Linked DNA regions of Mus musculus: all the other regions are linked to region 3. The links are chromatin contacts, called in public HiChIP or PLAC-seq and promoter capture Hi-C maps. All regions are on one chromosome and are shown on one strand. Each heading gives the region's core, a stretch centred on a gene start, on an enhancer-like site or on the middle of the called end of the contact. The rest is flanking DNA. Distances are from core to core; before and after follow the strand shown. Region 1 overlaps Col11a2 (collagen, type XI, alpha 2). Region 2 holds the start of Slc39a7 (solute carrier family 39 (zinc transporter), member 7). Region 3 holds the start of Psmb8 (proteasome (prosome, macropain) subunit, beta type 8 (large multifunctional peptidase 7)).

Evidence for each region. HiChIP or PLAC-seq counts read pairs in DNA pulled down with a chosen protein or histone mark. Capture Hi-C pulls out chosen DNA fragments and counts their contacts.
Region 1: a contact with region 3 is called in an H3K27ac HiChIP or PLAC-seq map of acute myeloid leukemia, with 4 times the contacts expected there. The contact joins the enhancer-like site here to the promoter of Psmb8 in region 3. A contact is called at or near these places in 10 of 39 promoter capture datasets (3T3-L1-derived adipocytes, the C10 cell line, embryonic stem cells and 3 more), 1 of 484 Hi-C or Micro-C datasets (bone marrow-derived macrophages), 7 of 115 datasets of contacts at active chromatin or transcription factors (the 230-238 cell line, acute myeloid leukemia, bone marrow-derived macrophages and 3 more) and 4 of 9 other capture datasets (adipose tissue, liver, macrophages and 1 more).
Region 2: a contact with region 3 is called in a promoter capture Hi-C map of adipose tissue. The contact joins the promoter of Slc39a7 here to the promoter of Psmb8 in region 3. A contact is called at or near these places in 7 of 39 promoter capture datasets (embryonic stem cells, erythroid cells, macrophages and 1 more), 14 of 484 Hi-C or Micro-C datasets (B cells, CD4 T cells, CD8 T cells and 8 more), 19 of 115 datasets of contacts at active chromatin or transcription factors (the 230-238 cell line, CD8 T cells, the HPC-7 cell line and 11 more) and 4 of 9 other capture datasets (adipose tissue, liver, macrophages and 1 more).

What each region holds. Positions count from the first base shown.
Region 1 is chr17:34,054,951-34,058,898 of GRCm38.p6, forward strand. It overlaps Col11a2 (collagen, type XI, alpha 2), which reads left to right. Exons shown (of 65, transcript NM_001317722.1): 29 at 268-375; 30 at 1,102-1,155; 31 at 1,443-1,496; 32 at 1,595-1,639; 33 at 1,968-2,021; 34 at 2,155-2,199; 35 at 2,301-2,354; 36 at 2,450-2,503; 37 at 2,670-2,723; 38 at 3,100-3,207; 39 at 3,328-3,417; 40 at 3,606-3,659; 41 at 3,875-3,948. Among named protein-coding and RNA genes, the nearest start is that of Col11a2, 18 kb to the left of the region's middle. Within about 2 kb of position 2,456, at least 37 of the 459 cell types and tissues checked have an H3K27ac peak or open chromatin away from gene starts, as enhancers often do. A contact at or near this core is called in acute myeloid leukemia and bone marrow-derived macrophages, where this site is marked.
Region 2 is chr17:34,030,095-34,034,493 of GRCm38.p6, forward strand. It overlaps Slc39a7 (solute carrier family 39 (zinc transporter), member 7), which reads right to left and starts at 1,596. Exons shown (of 7, transcript NM_008202.2): 1 at 730-1,596; 2 at 472-640; 3 at 274-327; 4 at 1-160. The coding sequence starts at 1,164. Rxrb (retinoid X receptor beta) reads left to right here and starts at 1,718. Exons shown (of 10, transcript NM_011306.4): 1 at 1,718-2,129; 2 at 2,733-2,950; 3 at 3,461-3,617; 4 at 3,928-4,107. The coding sequence starts at 1,904.
Region 3 is chr17:34,196,896-34,201,038 of GRCm38.p6, forward strand. Psmb8 (proteasome (prosome, macropain) subunit, beta type 8 (large multifunctional peptidase 7)) reads left to right here and starts at 1,300. Exons shown (of 6, transcript NM_010724.2): 1 at 1,300-1,650; 2 at 2,338-2,485; 3 at 2,676-2,787; 4 at 3,246-3,375; 5 at 3,816-4,020. The coding sequence starts at 1,504. Tap1 (transporter 1, ATP-binding cassette, sub-family B (MDR/TAP)) reads left to right here. Exons shown (of 11, transcript NM_013683.2): 11 at 1-330.

The sequences.
Region 1 (3,948 bases), core at 1,206-3,705, 140 kb before region 3:
ACCACTCTCCATTTTGAGCCATCCTGGGCTCCCTTGAAATGGAAGCTTTCCCTCCATTGCCCCGCCCCCTTTAGAGCTGGGCCCCAGGGAGATGGCAGCCTTAGCCAGCCACAGTGCTCCCCCCAGTCACTGTCTCTGTGCATCTCTGCTGTCCTGCAGTGTCTTCTCAGACACCTGCCAATCCCAGCCGGCCTTGCTGGGGCCCACCTCTCTACAGAGGGCCTAGACCCATCTCTCCCTAACACTCACCTCCCACTTTCCTCTCAGGGCGAGGTTGGAGTCCCTGGTTCCAGGGGCGAAGACGGCCCTGAAGGGCCAAAAGGGCGCACTGGACCTACAGGAGACCCTGGACCCACTGGGCTCATGGGCGAGAAGGTGATGATGGGAAAGAGTGCCTTGTTACTTGGCACACTGGGTGCCAACTAGAAGTCGGTGCTTGATCAAGGATAGCTGTGAATTAACTGTGCCTCTCTACGCACGGTATCTGCTGGGTGCCAGTGGCCTGAGGTGGCGCATAGGAGGTCAAGAAAAATGATCAGTGTGGCAGGCACAGGGAGGACACGGGGGCTAGGGATGCGAGCTGGGGTGAGAATGTGGGGAGGGGACTCGAGGAGGAAGGGAGGGCGTGGCCCTGTCCTGTCAGTTCTACGGGTAGCCCCATGACAGTCAGCTTCCTAGATGAGGCTTTTTGCAGCTGTGGGGGGGGGGCGGGGGCAGGATTAGGATGATTTTGAACCCCAGTGAAGGGCAGAGCCAGGCTATGAGCTACAGAACCCTGTTTCCTACGACAGCGCTGCATCCTCCCGGGCAAGACAGTGCCTGGAGCACTAGGAGGGAAGGATCTCGGGGAGGAGCTGGGCTGGTGCTCCCCCTCAGGGAGAGAGGTCTGGCTGGGTAGTACAGTGGTGGGTGCTGGGGGAGGTGGGCCTGGAGATGGAGCAGGAGTGGCTGAGGAGACAGAGGAACTGAGGTGCAGAATTGGGCTTGGGGGACTTGTGGGACACCGAAGGAGCCAGGAAGTCGGCGGGGCTTCTGCGGGGAGTATTGCTGCTAGATGTCTGTGGCCCCTGTCTTTCCTGATTGCATTCTGTCCTTCCACAGGGCAAGCTAGGTGTTCCTGGTCTGCCTGGCTATCCTGGACGCCAGGGCCCCAAGGTGCTGTGTTGCTCCTCATTGCCTCTTCCTTGACCTCTGACCCCAGGAACCATATATGGGTGGGATTCCCTAGGGAGGTTTTAGCTGACTGACTCCCATTGAATAGATGAGAAATAGAGGCCTGTGGGTGGTAGGGCTCTTCCTAAGGCAACCTGTTTGTTGGCAGGGTCCAGCACCATTGCTGTCTTGATGGCCTCTTCCACCCCCAACCCCACCCCCCACCCCTGCTTTGGCCTTTCCCAGGCTCCTCCCCCCCTTACCCCTCTTTCTTTCTCCAATCTGTCCAGGGATCTCTGGGTTTCCCTGGTTTTCCTGGAGCCAGTGGAGAGAAGGGAGCTCGGGTAAGCGGGGGAGGGGGAAGGATGCACAGGGAGGAACCAGAGGGGCCACTGTGGGAGTCTTGCCTTGTATAATGCTTGCTTGACTTTATTCCCACCAGGGCCTGTCTGGGAAATCAGGACCTCGGGGAGAACGGGGCCCCACGGTGAGTGCTATGGGCTAACACCTGTTACCTAGTGGCTCAAAATCTAAGAGGTGGGCTGGATGGTAGCTCAGTTGGTAGTGTCCTGCACAGGGTGAACAAGCCCTGGGTTCATCCCCAGTCCTGCACAGGGTGAACAAGCCCTGGGTTCATCCCCAGTCCCACACAGTGTGAACAGCCCTGGGTTCATCCCTAGTACTCCATCAGTTGAGTGTGACAAGGTAGAATCAGGTAGAAGCAAGACGATCAGATGTTCAAGATCACCCTCAGTGACATGGTGAGCTCCTCCAGACTCAAGGATGTTTCTGACATCTGCCTTCTGTCTACCTAGGGTCCAAGGGGTCAGCGGGGACCTCGAGGTGCCACTGGGAAATCTGGAGCTAAGGTGAGTGGACTCTGCAAGGTTGAATCTGTCTCCTGATGCGGAGCCTCCACACCCCTCCCCTCCACACTCTGCCTCTTCCTTGGGGATGCCTGATAAACACCCGAATCACTCCCTGACTTTGTCTCCCTCGCAGGGAACATCAGGTGGTGACGGTCCCCACGGGCCACCCGGAGAGAGGGTGAGTGTGGCTTAAAGGCTCTGTTCCCGTGTTCCCTGGGGAAGAAACATGTGTTCCTCTTTCCAGAACCTGTCTTCCACTCATCCCATCTCTGTCTCTAGGGTCTTCCTGGACCTCAAGGCCCCAATGGATTTCCTGGCCCCAAAGGCCCTCCGGTAAGGTGACCGTTAACTTGTGACCCACATCACTTCCTTCTCCCTCATTCGTCTTCTGTGTCAAGAGTCTCTCTGACCCCAAACTTCCCTTCCAGGGCCCTGCAGGGAAGGATGGGCTGCCGGGACACCCCGGCCAGAGAGGAGAAGTGGTGAGTGATCCAGGGGTGTGTGTGTGGGGGGGGGGGGGGCTTGGATCTTGCTGAGTCAGCCGCCTTGGTGCTGTGCTTCCTCTGGGAGCCTAGAACTTGGGGCCTGCCCCACTGTCTCCCACACTTGTCCTATCTGGCTGTGACGTCACTCTGGCTTTCCCCTCAGGGATTCCAAGGAAAGACCGGCCCACCAGGCCCGCCCGGAGTGGTGGGACCTCAGGTATGTTTCCCCTAGGAGAGAATGCACCCCAGACTGGAGTTCGGGCCTCCTCTCCCAGTAACTCAGCTCTGACACCTGTTTGCCTGGGCAGAGACCCCGAATTTCAGCTCTTTCCCAGGTGTCTCTCTCTGTGTCTCTGTCTCTCTGTGTCTCTGTATCTGTCTCTCTCTCTCTCTTTGAGACATTTCCTGGCTGTGACACAAGGTGGCGTGGCCACTCCACACCAGGGATGGGAAGCCCCAGTGGCAGCCAGGAGAGCATCAACAATTTCCCCTTGGCTTTTGGGCAAACTACTGGGCTCTCGATTGGCACTTTGGGGGATGCAGAGTGGGGTCTCGGGGCAGATGGAGCTGAGTTTAGACTGTGATTTTCCCAGGGAACAGCTGGAGAAAGTGGTCCCATGGGAGAGAGAGGTCACTCTGGCCCCCCAGGACCTCCTGGAGAGCAAGGATTGCCTGGAACATCTGGGAAAGAAGGGACCAAGGTCAGTGAGGGCTGGTGGAGAGGAGCTGGGGAGGGGGGCTGCAAGGCATGGGCCAGTGTGGCTCTGAGGGGCCAGAATCTCTGCTCAAGTTATGACTTGACACCCCTCCTTTCATTTCAGGGTGACCCTGGTCCTCCTGGGGCCCCAGGGAAGGATGGTCCTGCTGGTCTGAGAGGCTTCCCAGGAGAGCGAGGCCTTCCAGGCACTGCTGTGAGTGTGACCCCCAAAGCTAACAGCCTATGAATATGGTCACTCATCACCTGGTCCCCTTGATATTATACCCCGCTTTGGGGGCCTACATCTCCCCAAAGCCCACACTTCCCAGGATGTCTTTTGGGGCCCCATGCCTGTGAAGGCTTGCCTTCTCACTCACCACTTACCCTAAATCTGGTTCATAGGGTGGACCCGGCTTGAAAGGAAATGAAGGTCCAGCTGGCCCTCCTGGCCCTGCAGTGAGTCTGGAGTTCCCGGGAGACAGTGGGCAGGAACCAGGAAAGGGTTTGGGGAGGGAGGATTCTGGGCAGGTTGTGGCAGGAACCATGGGCCTACACATGAGAGGGAATTCGGGGTAAGTCAGGATGCATTCAACTTTCTGTTGTCCCAAGATCTATGGTCAGGGGTCCTGGAGTCCCCCTTCCTGGAGGGTCTGACTCCATCTCTCTCTCAGGGCTCTCCTGGCGAGCGAGGTGCAGCAGGATCAGGGGGCCCCATTGGTCCCCCGGGACGTCCAGGCCCACAAGG
Region 2 (4,399 bases), core at 346-2,845, 170 kb before region 3:
CTATCTCCATGGGTGTGACTGTCTCCATGCGCATGCCTGTCTCCGTGTCCGTGACTGTGTCCATGTCCTCCTTTCACGTGTCTCACAAATTTCTCCACCACGAGGAAGGCGACAATCCCACTGAGAACCCACAGCCCCACAGAGAGAATGGGGCCCTGGCCTGGAACGGAGGCAGTAAAGCATGAAGGGAGACGCAGACTCAAGTGTAAGAGGCGAAGCATGGGAATGGAGAGGTTGCCCTTTCCCAGCACACCAGTCCCTGGTTTTTCTCACCACTGTGGGAGTGTCCATGTCCAGGCTGCTCTGGAGCGTGGTGAGAATGAGGTTCTGCGGGAAGTGGGAGAAAAGGCTTGATGAGGGAATGCCTGGCTCAGGGGATGTGTGTTTGAAGACAACCGGAAAATCTGGGATCATTAAAGAGAAAGAACAAAACCGCTTAAGCCTTTGAGGCGGAGCCCACAAGTTACTTACCCAAGGCATGCGGGATGAGGTGGAGGAACGCATCACCCAGGAGCCCCCCGGAAGCAAAACTGAGCAGGATCTGGAGCAGAGAGCGGTGCCTGGGAGAGTTAGATTCTACTGGGATGAGGAACAGCACGAAGAACGGAGCTGCGGAGATCAGCACTGTGGCCCCCAGTGCCTGGTGGAGAAGCACAATCAGAAGGCAAAGATGGAGCTTCCCACCGATTAAGAACCAGTCCCTCTTCCCCACATCCCCTGGCGACTCACGTAGGCCCAGAGGGTGACAGTGTCCAGGTGGTGTTTGATGCCTGGAGCCCCAGCCTCCCTAGAAGTCCCATGGCTATGTTCACGATGGGCATGTCCATGTCCTCCGTGGTGGAGGCTATCGTGGGAGTGGCCATGGCTATGGCCATGGTGTAATTCCTCACGTGAGTGTCCATGGTCGTGGCTGTGGGCATGCCCATGCCAGATGCTTTCATGAGTGTGGCCGTGGCCATGGTGGAAATCTTCATGCGAGTGCCCGTGGCTGTGGCCATGGTGGAAATCTTCATGTGAGTGCCCGTGACTGTGGCCATGGAAGTCCTCTTCCACATCTTTGTGCAGGTCACCATGACCCTCGTGTCCGGCCACCAGCAGCCCCAAAGCCGCCCAGGTCAGCAGTCCCACAGCCACCCAGTGGGGGGCCCGCAGGCCCATGGTCATCACGCTGACCGGAGGAACAAGAGACGACTCGACTTGACTCTCAATCTACCTATTCGGGATCCGCGTCCCTTGAAGCCCTTCCTCTATACTACTTGCTCCGCTCTTACATTGTCCCCAAGGCCGGTCCACCTCATCCCCAACACCCTTCCTGGATGCAGCCCCCCACCCCCGACACCGCTCTAGCCTTTGATCAGCAACTTTACGGTCTCTCTGGGCCCGCGTCTCTATGGCCCACTGGTTGGGGTAAAGGCCTGGAAAGCGCCGTAAGGGAGCAGCAGGGACCTCTCACCGGCTCCGGGATCCTCTCGGTTCTCGGTTTGCTGGGACGTGGCACTCACGCCTCGAGCTCCCGCGAGATCCGGAAGCTCCCTTTCTTGCCTGCGCCCCGATACCTTTACCAACATGGCGGCGCCCCGAGGGCGGCGCGGCCACGGCGTCAGGACGCATGCGCAGAGCTGGGGGGTTATCCGAGGGGACGGCGGGCTGGCGGGCACCGCCTCCTCCGTTTCCACCTCGGCGAAGGGGCGGGAGCTCAAGGCGAGACTTCCCGTCTGTACAAAGATGGCGGCCGCGCCGGTGCTGTCATCTCAGTGCCGAGCCGAGCGCGGCTCTTGAGTCGCGCTGCCACAGGCCGCGGCCTGCTCGCCTCCGCGGCTTCGTCGCGGCCCCCGAGTCCCCCGCTGTCCCCCCTGCGCGTCCCTGGCGCCTCTCCGGCTTCCCCGCCCTCGGCCCGGGCGTCATGTCTTGGGCCACTCGTCCGCCCTTCCTCCCGCCGCGGCATGCCGCGGGGCAGTGTGGGCCGGTGGGGGTGAGAAAAGAGATGCATTGTGGGGTCGCGTCCCGGTGGCGGCGGCGGCGGCCCTGGCTGGATCCCGCGGCGGCGGCGGCGGCGGCCGGAGAGCAGCAAGCCCTGGAGCCGGAGCCGGGGGAGGCTGGCCGGGACGGGATGGGCGACAGCGGGCGGGGTGAGTGTCCCGTGGGCCCGGGCCGGCGCCCCTCGCGCCCCCTCCCCGCGCTCCCGCCCCCTTGTTTGTAAACACGCGCCCTCGACGTCCCGAGGCCCAGCGCCCTCCCCCGGGGCGGGGCGCGGCGGGGGAGCTTCCGCCCTTCAGGTTCGGGCCCGCGGCGGGGCCTGCGTGCGCGGTCTCGGGCGTGGGAAGGACACCGTTCCCCGTGGGCTGGAGGACTCTGGGCATTCGAAGGCTGAGCTTACGCTCTGGGACCGGGTATTTCTGCCATACTCTTTGCCCCGAATGTTCTAAGTTGGGGTTGGACGAGGGGTTCGCTGCTACACCTCCACGTGCTGCTTCACAGCCCCCCCTCCCGAGGTCAGCTTGGGATGACCCAGTAGCCCCGCCTGACCTGCCTCCCTTTTTGTCAACCGCCTCCTCTCACGACTATTAGAAGTGAAATTGTTGTTTGGCCACTTGGTATTTCTGAACTCCAGGGTTGCGGGCTGTGGTGGGTCAGGGAGAATTAAAGTGTCCATTTGGATGATCAAAAGGCTCACTTTCTCTTCTTGTCTCTCCTGTCCGTGTGTGTCTGCCTTGTACGTACCCACTTCTCAGATTCCCGAAGCCCAGACAGCTCCTCCCCAAATCCCCTTTCTCAGGGGATCCGTCCGTCTTCTCCTCCTGGCCCACCTCTTACCCCTTCAGCACCTCCACCTCCAATGCCACCCCCGCCACTGGGCTCCCCCTTCCCAGTCATCAGTTCTTCCATGGGGTCCCCTGGTCTGCCCCCTCCGGCTCCCCCAGGATTCTCCGGGCCTGTCAGCAGCCCTCAGGTGAGAGAGAGGTTGTGGCCTGCTTATTGCCACTGTGCCTTCAGTTCCTTGTTCTCAACTTCTCACCCCCACTCCCCATCTTTGGGTGAACTTCCCCAAAACCCGTTGATCTTTCTAGTTCTCTAATCATAGCAAGCCTGTGGTCTCGGACCCCTTGCTCTTCCTGAAGGGGGTGGTCTGTGGGGGTGCATGCTTCATCAGCTCTGTTTTGAAAACAAACCCTAAGCCTGCAGGGAATATTTTTGATGTCCTGTTCAGCTCACGGTGGCTTTGCTGCCCTTTTCGCTTCAATATGCCTGCCCTTCTAAGACCTGTGCCCTTCAGGGCCACTGTAGCACAATTACAGAAGGGTGGACATCACTCTTGGTGTCACGTGCAAGGAAGGCCCTTTACGTTAGACAGTAGTGTCCCCAGTACCTTCTGGAATAGTACAGGGCTTGCTCACAAGCAGGAAGTGGTTTGCCTGACATATGAGAGTCTCCTGTGACTTCCCTGTCTCCCCCATCCCAGATCAACTCCACAGTGTCGCTCCCTGGGGGTGGGTCTGGCCCCCCTGAAGATGTGAAGCCACCGGTCTTAGGGGTCCGGGGCCTGCACTGTCCACCCCCTCCAGGTGGTCCTGGGGCTGGCAAACGGCTCTGTGCAATCTGCGGGGACCGAAGCTCAGGTATGGGGCTCAGCACAGCCGTAGAAGAAAAAAGCACGTCGGGGCTGTTTACCACTGCCTATGGGGCTCCCAAGGGTTCTTGAGGCTGGTCAGAGCAAGGAGGCCTATGGGACCTTTAGATTCATATCAGATGTGGAGAGGGGTAGGAGTGGGGGTGCTACATGGTTTCTGGTCACCGAAGACTGAGTCACCTTTTTGGATGAAACACAGGAAGGATTTAGACTATGTTCCCTCTCTGGGCAGATTGGTAAGAGACTCCCTAAGAAGGAGGTCTCCACAAAACTGTCTTAACTGCCAACCTTTCTCGTAGGCAAGCACTATGGGGTTTACAGCTGCGAGGGCTGCAAGGGTTTCTTCAAGCGCACCATTCGGAAGGACCTGACCTACTCGTGTCGTGATAACAAAGACTGTACAGTGGACAAGCGCCAGCGGAATCGCTGTCAGTACTGTCGCTATCAGAAGTGCCTGGCCACTGGCATGAAAAGGGAGGGTAAGGGCCTGCCCCGGCCAGGCCTCAGTCACAGGCCCTTCTCCAACCCTGTGGGAGAGCCCTGAGGAGGAACAGGGGAGACTGCTGAGGGCCCCATGGCCTCCATATCTTGGGACTTTGCTCACTTTCTCCTCCAGGGGGCGCAGTTGGGTTTCTCTTTCCTGTCCTCCACAGCTTGGTACCTCTCAGTGTCTCTGTCTCTGTCTCTGTCTTCATGGTTGCATCTCAGGGTTCATCCACCTCCCAGCAGAGTTTGGCCCTAGGGCGAGGTGACCTCTTTCCTCATGGGTCT
Region 3 (4,143 bases), core at 50-2,549:
GTTACATGAGAAAATGTAAACTCTAGGAGATACCCGGAATTTACCACGAATGTGTTTCCCCGACCCGCTCCCTATTAGACGGGGTTTCAGGTACCTCACACCAACACTGAGCTGCTAAATCTCCGGTCTCCACCCTCCCGGTGCTGAGCTTGTATCACAGCATGCACACACAAACCTGGTTTATGTGGCGTTGTGATAGAATGAGAAGAAACGCCCAAAGTGTACAGAGAGAAAGGACAAGCAGCTTGCAATTAACCAAAGGCATAGGCTGGCATTTGGGTGTTCTATGGGTGTTTGATATTTGTAATAAAACTGGTGTTTTGTACTGTGGCTTCTCCCGTTTCTTAGCTCCCGCAAAGTCCTAGCTGAGTTAGTCAGCCCCCCCCCCCCCCCCAGGACAGTGTCCCGTTCTTCTTCAGAATTCTGTTTTACTTCTGGGTCCATCAGCTTTTATTTCCTGGGGCTCTCATTTCTCTTTACTGCTCACCCACGGACTCCTAGTGCTGAGCTGGACCGGGCGGCAGCCCCTCCCTCTCCGCACCCCAAGGCAGCAGCAACTGCATCTTGGAGTCCTTCTCTTCCTCGCTGAGGCTGGAGGAAGCGCGGTAGCGCCGCGGGTGGGGACCCCAGAAAATCAGACTGGATAACCTCGCCCGCCCGTTCAGATTCTTTCATCTTCTCCTCAGCGGCACACGCCGGGATAATCTCAATGAAATGGATAGGATTAGCCAGTAAATCTCTTCCATTCAGGGAGGGCCCGGTGTGTGACGTCAGCAGTTCCTGGGCAGATAATGTCCATAAAGGTTGCAAAGAAGAGGTGGGGTTGAGGATTCAAGGAAGGAGCGCGCAGCCCTGACTTGCGCGACGTGAGCAGCCCCGGGCAAGGGCGCGTCCTCGTGGGTGGCTCAGGGTAGTGAGACTGTTGAACCAAGAGGGGCCCTAGGAGGGACACATGAAAAGGCCCGACTGAGTCCTCTCCTTGGTTCGTCTTTCTCCGTTTTTTCCTGGTTGTCCCAGGACCTAAAGACCCCTGTGCATCCATTTATCGCATTTTCCAGTTTCTATAAAATGATGCTCATTTATTTGAGTGCTGCCCCCATCCCCAGGACGCACGCCTAGGTGGATCTGCTCAATACTCCTCTCAGGTTCCAACGTTCTAGACAACCTCTTTAGGAGATAGGACCCTATTCAGTCCTCCGCTGTTCCCAGAAGATGCCCCCCCCCGTCCCCCGCCTGTGGGTCTTCACGCACCCCACTGCTAGGCGGCCTCCGAAGGCGCACCTCTTCTTCCACCCCACAGCCCATTCTCTAGCTGGTTTCACTGATGTGGCAGCAGGAAAACTCGTCCCCAACACATTGTTTTAGTTCAGACACCCATTAACTGGGCTCTACTCGGAAAGGGCAGGGGATGGGGGTGGGGGACTGGTTCCCTCCCCTTGGTACTGTGGCTTTCGCTTTCACTTCCTTGTCGCAGAGTCGACGGATCTTCGGGGCCAAGTGGTCATGGCGTTACTGGATCTGTGCGGTGCCGCTCGGGGGCAGCGGCCCGAGTGGGCTGCCCTGGATGCGGGAAGCGGGGGTCGCTCGGACCCGGGACACTACAGTTTCTCCGCGCAAGCTCCGGAGCTCGCACTTCCCCGGGGAATGCAGGTGAGGACTGTAGGGCGTTCTGGAGAGATGCAGGAGGTGGGTGGTGGTGGGTGGCACAGAGGAAGGAGTGTCTGCCTGGGTCTGAGGAGGTGAGGACGCCAGGAGGGGCCGTCCAGGAGAGCAGCATCGAGGCTAGCCCTGAAGAACCAACGTGGAGATTAAGGCATGGGAAGGCGGGAGAAAGGGGTGGGGGAGGGACAGAAGGAGAGAGAGTCACGCACGGAGTTGAGACAGCGAGACTGAGAAGATGGTTGGTGCCAATCCCAAGACACAGTGCACAGACCACCATGCCTTCCACAGACTCACTGCTAACTACTACAGGGGCTGTACAGTTGTCTTGGAAGACCTATGAACTTTGGTGGCCTTACTTGGTCTCAGCAACCCACCCTGTGTGTCCTACGACACATTAGATGGCCTAGGTCTCAAGCCCCTCTACTGTAAAATGAGAGCAAGTTATTAAAATGTGCTTTCGAGAACCAAAGGAGCCACGGATTAGGAAACACCTTGAAGTCGCCTACCATGACCTTTGTTCCCACGTGCTGGAAAGCAGAAAGCTGGTGGGCTTAAATCCTGCTTTTCTTTCTTCGGAGCTACTGACATCTAGAGTCTGCAGACCCCTCCTCACTCTGCCACCCTGCCAGGAGCCTCCTAGCACTGAGGTGCCCCTCTGCCTCTTGCATCTCTTAGCCCACCGCATTCCTGAGGTCCTTTGGTGGTGACCAGGAAAGGAATGTTCAAATTGAGATGGCCCACGGCACAACCACACTCGCCTTCAAGTTCCAGCATGGCGTCATCGTGGCTGTGGACTCCAGGGCCACTGCAGGGAGTTACATTAGTGAGTATGTGTGCTCCATGTGTGCTCCAATGGTCCGACTCGTGGAGCTGTTCCCTCAGTAGAGCAGAAGGCCTGGGCCGAAGTTCAGACAGAGCTGGCATTATAGCACACTGAGGGTGGGGGTGGGATGGGGGGTGAGGGGTGGGTGGGGAGCTGTGGGCTCATTTCTTTGATCTCAAAACTCTTCCAGGCTCCTTAAGGATGAACAAAGTGATCGAGATTAACCCTTACCTGCTTGGCACCATGTCTGGTTGTGCAGCCGACTGCCAGTACTGGGAGAGGCTGTTGGCCAAGGAGTGCAGGTAGGCCGGTTTTATCATCTCATTTGTTCAGCCCCTCCCCCGTCCCCACCATGTCCCAGGTCACTTACACCCCCATCGGGTGATCCATTTTAGCAACCATAAGGGATATATATATATATATATATATATATATATATATATATATATATATATATCTCCTTCATGTGATTAAAAATCTCCCAAATCCTAGCCTGGGTCCCTGCTTATAAACCAGATAATCTGGCAGTCACTTAACCTGCAGGGTGGTATCATTTACTAGGCTTTTAAAATGCGGATCAGAGATTTTAAATTCCCAAACTCTCCTTTACTCTTATGTCCCGTCCCACAAGTCCATACCTTCCAAACACTCATCTCTACAATCCCTGCTCCCTCGTGCTATGGGAGAAAATGAATGCAGGTGTAGCTGCCGCCCCTGAGGCCTCCTTCTCTCTCCTCCTCCTCCTCGATCGATCGTACAGGTTGTATTATCTTCGGAATGGGGAACGCATCTCCGTGTCTGCAGCATCCAAGCTGCTTTCCAACATGATGCTGCAGTACCGGGGGATGGGCCTCTCCATGGGCAGCATGATCTGTGGCTGGGACAAGAAGGTGGGTGGCCTATGTCTGTGAGCCCCCCCCCCCCCCGAGGTGTCTTACCCATTGAACCCTCCCCTCCCCCATGCTTGATCCAGGTTTTGATGTTTACCAAAGTGTGCTGTCTTTTGTTTTTGTTTTTAAAATTCATTTATTTATTTTATGTGAGTACACTCTTGTTGTCTTCAGACACACCAGAAGAGGGCACTGGATCCCGTTACAGATGGTCGTGAACTACCATGTGGTTCAATTCTGGCAGTTGAACTCAGGACCTCTGGAAGAGTAGTCAGGGGTCTTAACCACTGAGCCATCTCTCCAGCTCCCTAAAGTGTGCTGTCTTAACTCAAATATTTCTATGGTGGCATCACTATGTTGCTTGCTCTCCACAAGTCACACTTGCGTCTTGATATGATCAATAAACCAAGTTCAACTCGGGATGGTTTCCCATCTTCTAGGGACCAGGACTTTACTACGTAGATGACAATGGGACTCGGCTCTCGGGACAGATGTTTTCCACTGGCAGCGGGAACACCTATGCCTATGGGGTGATGGACAGTGGTTACCGGCAGGACCTCAGTCCTGAAGAGGCCTACGACCTTGGCCGCAGAGCTATTGCTTATGCTACCCACAGAGACAACTATTCTGGAGGAGTCGTCAACAGTAAGAGACCAATGCGCCCCACAACACCTGGGGAGACCACTGCTCCCCAGCACCTGGGAGGAGGGGGATGTGGGGGGAGCTTAGATTGGGAGCCTCGGGGGAGATGAGTGGAGATGTCAGGTC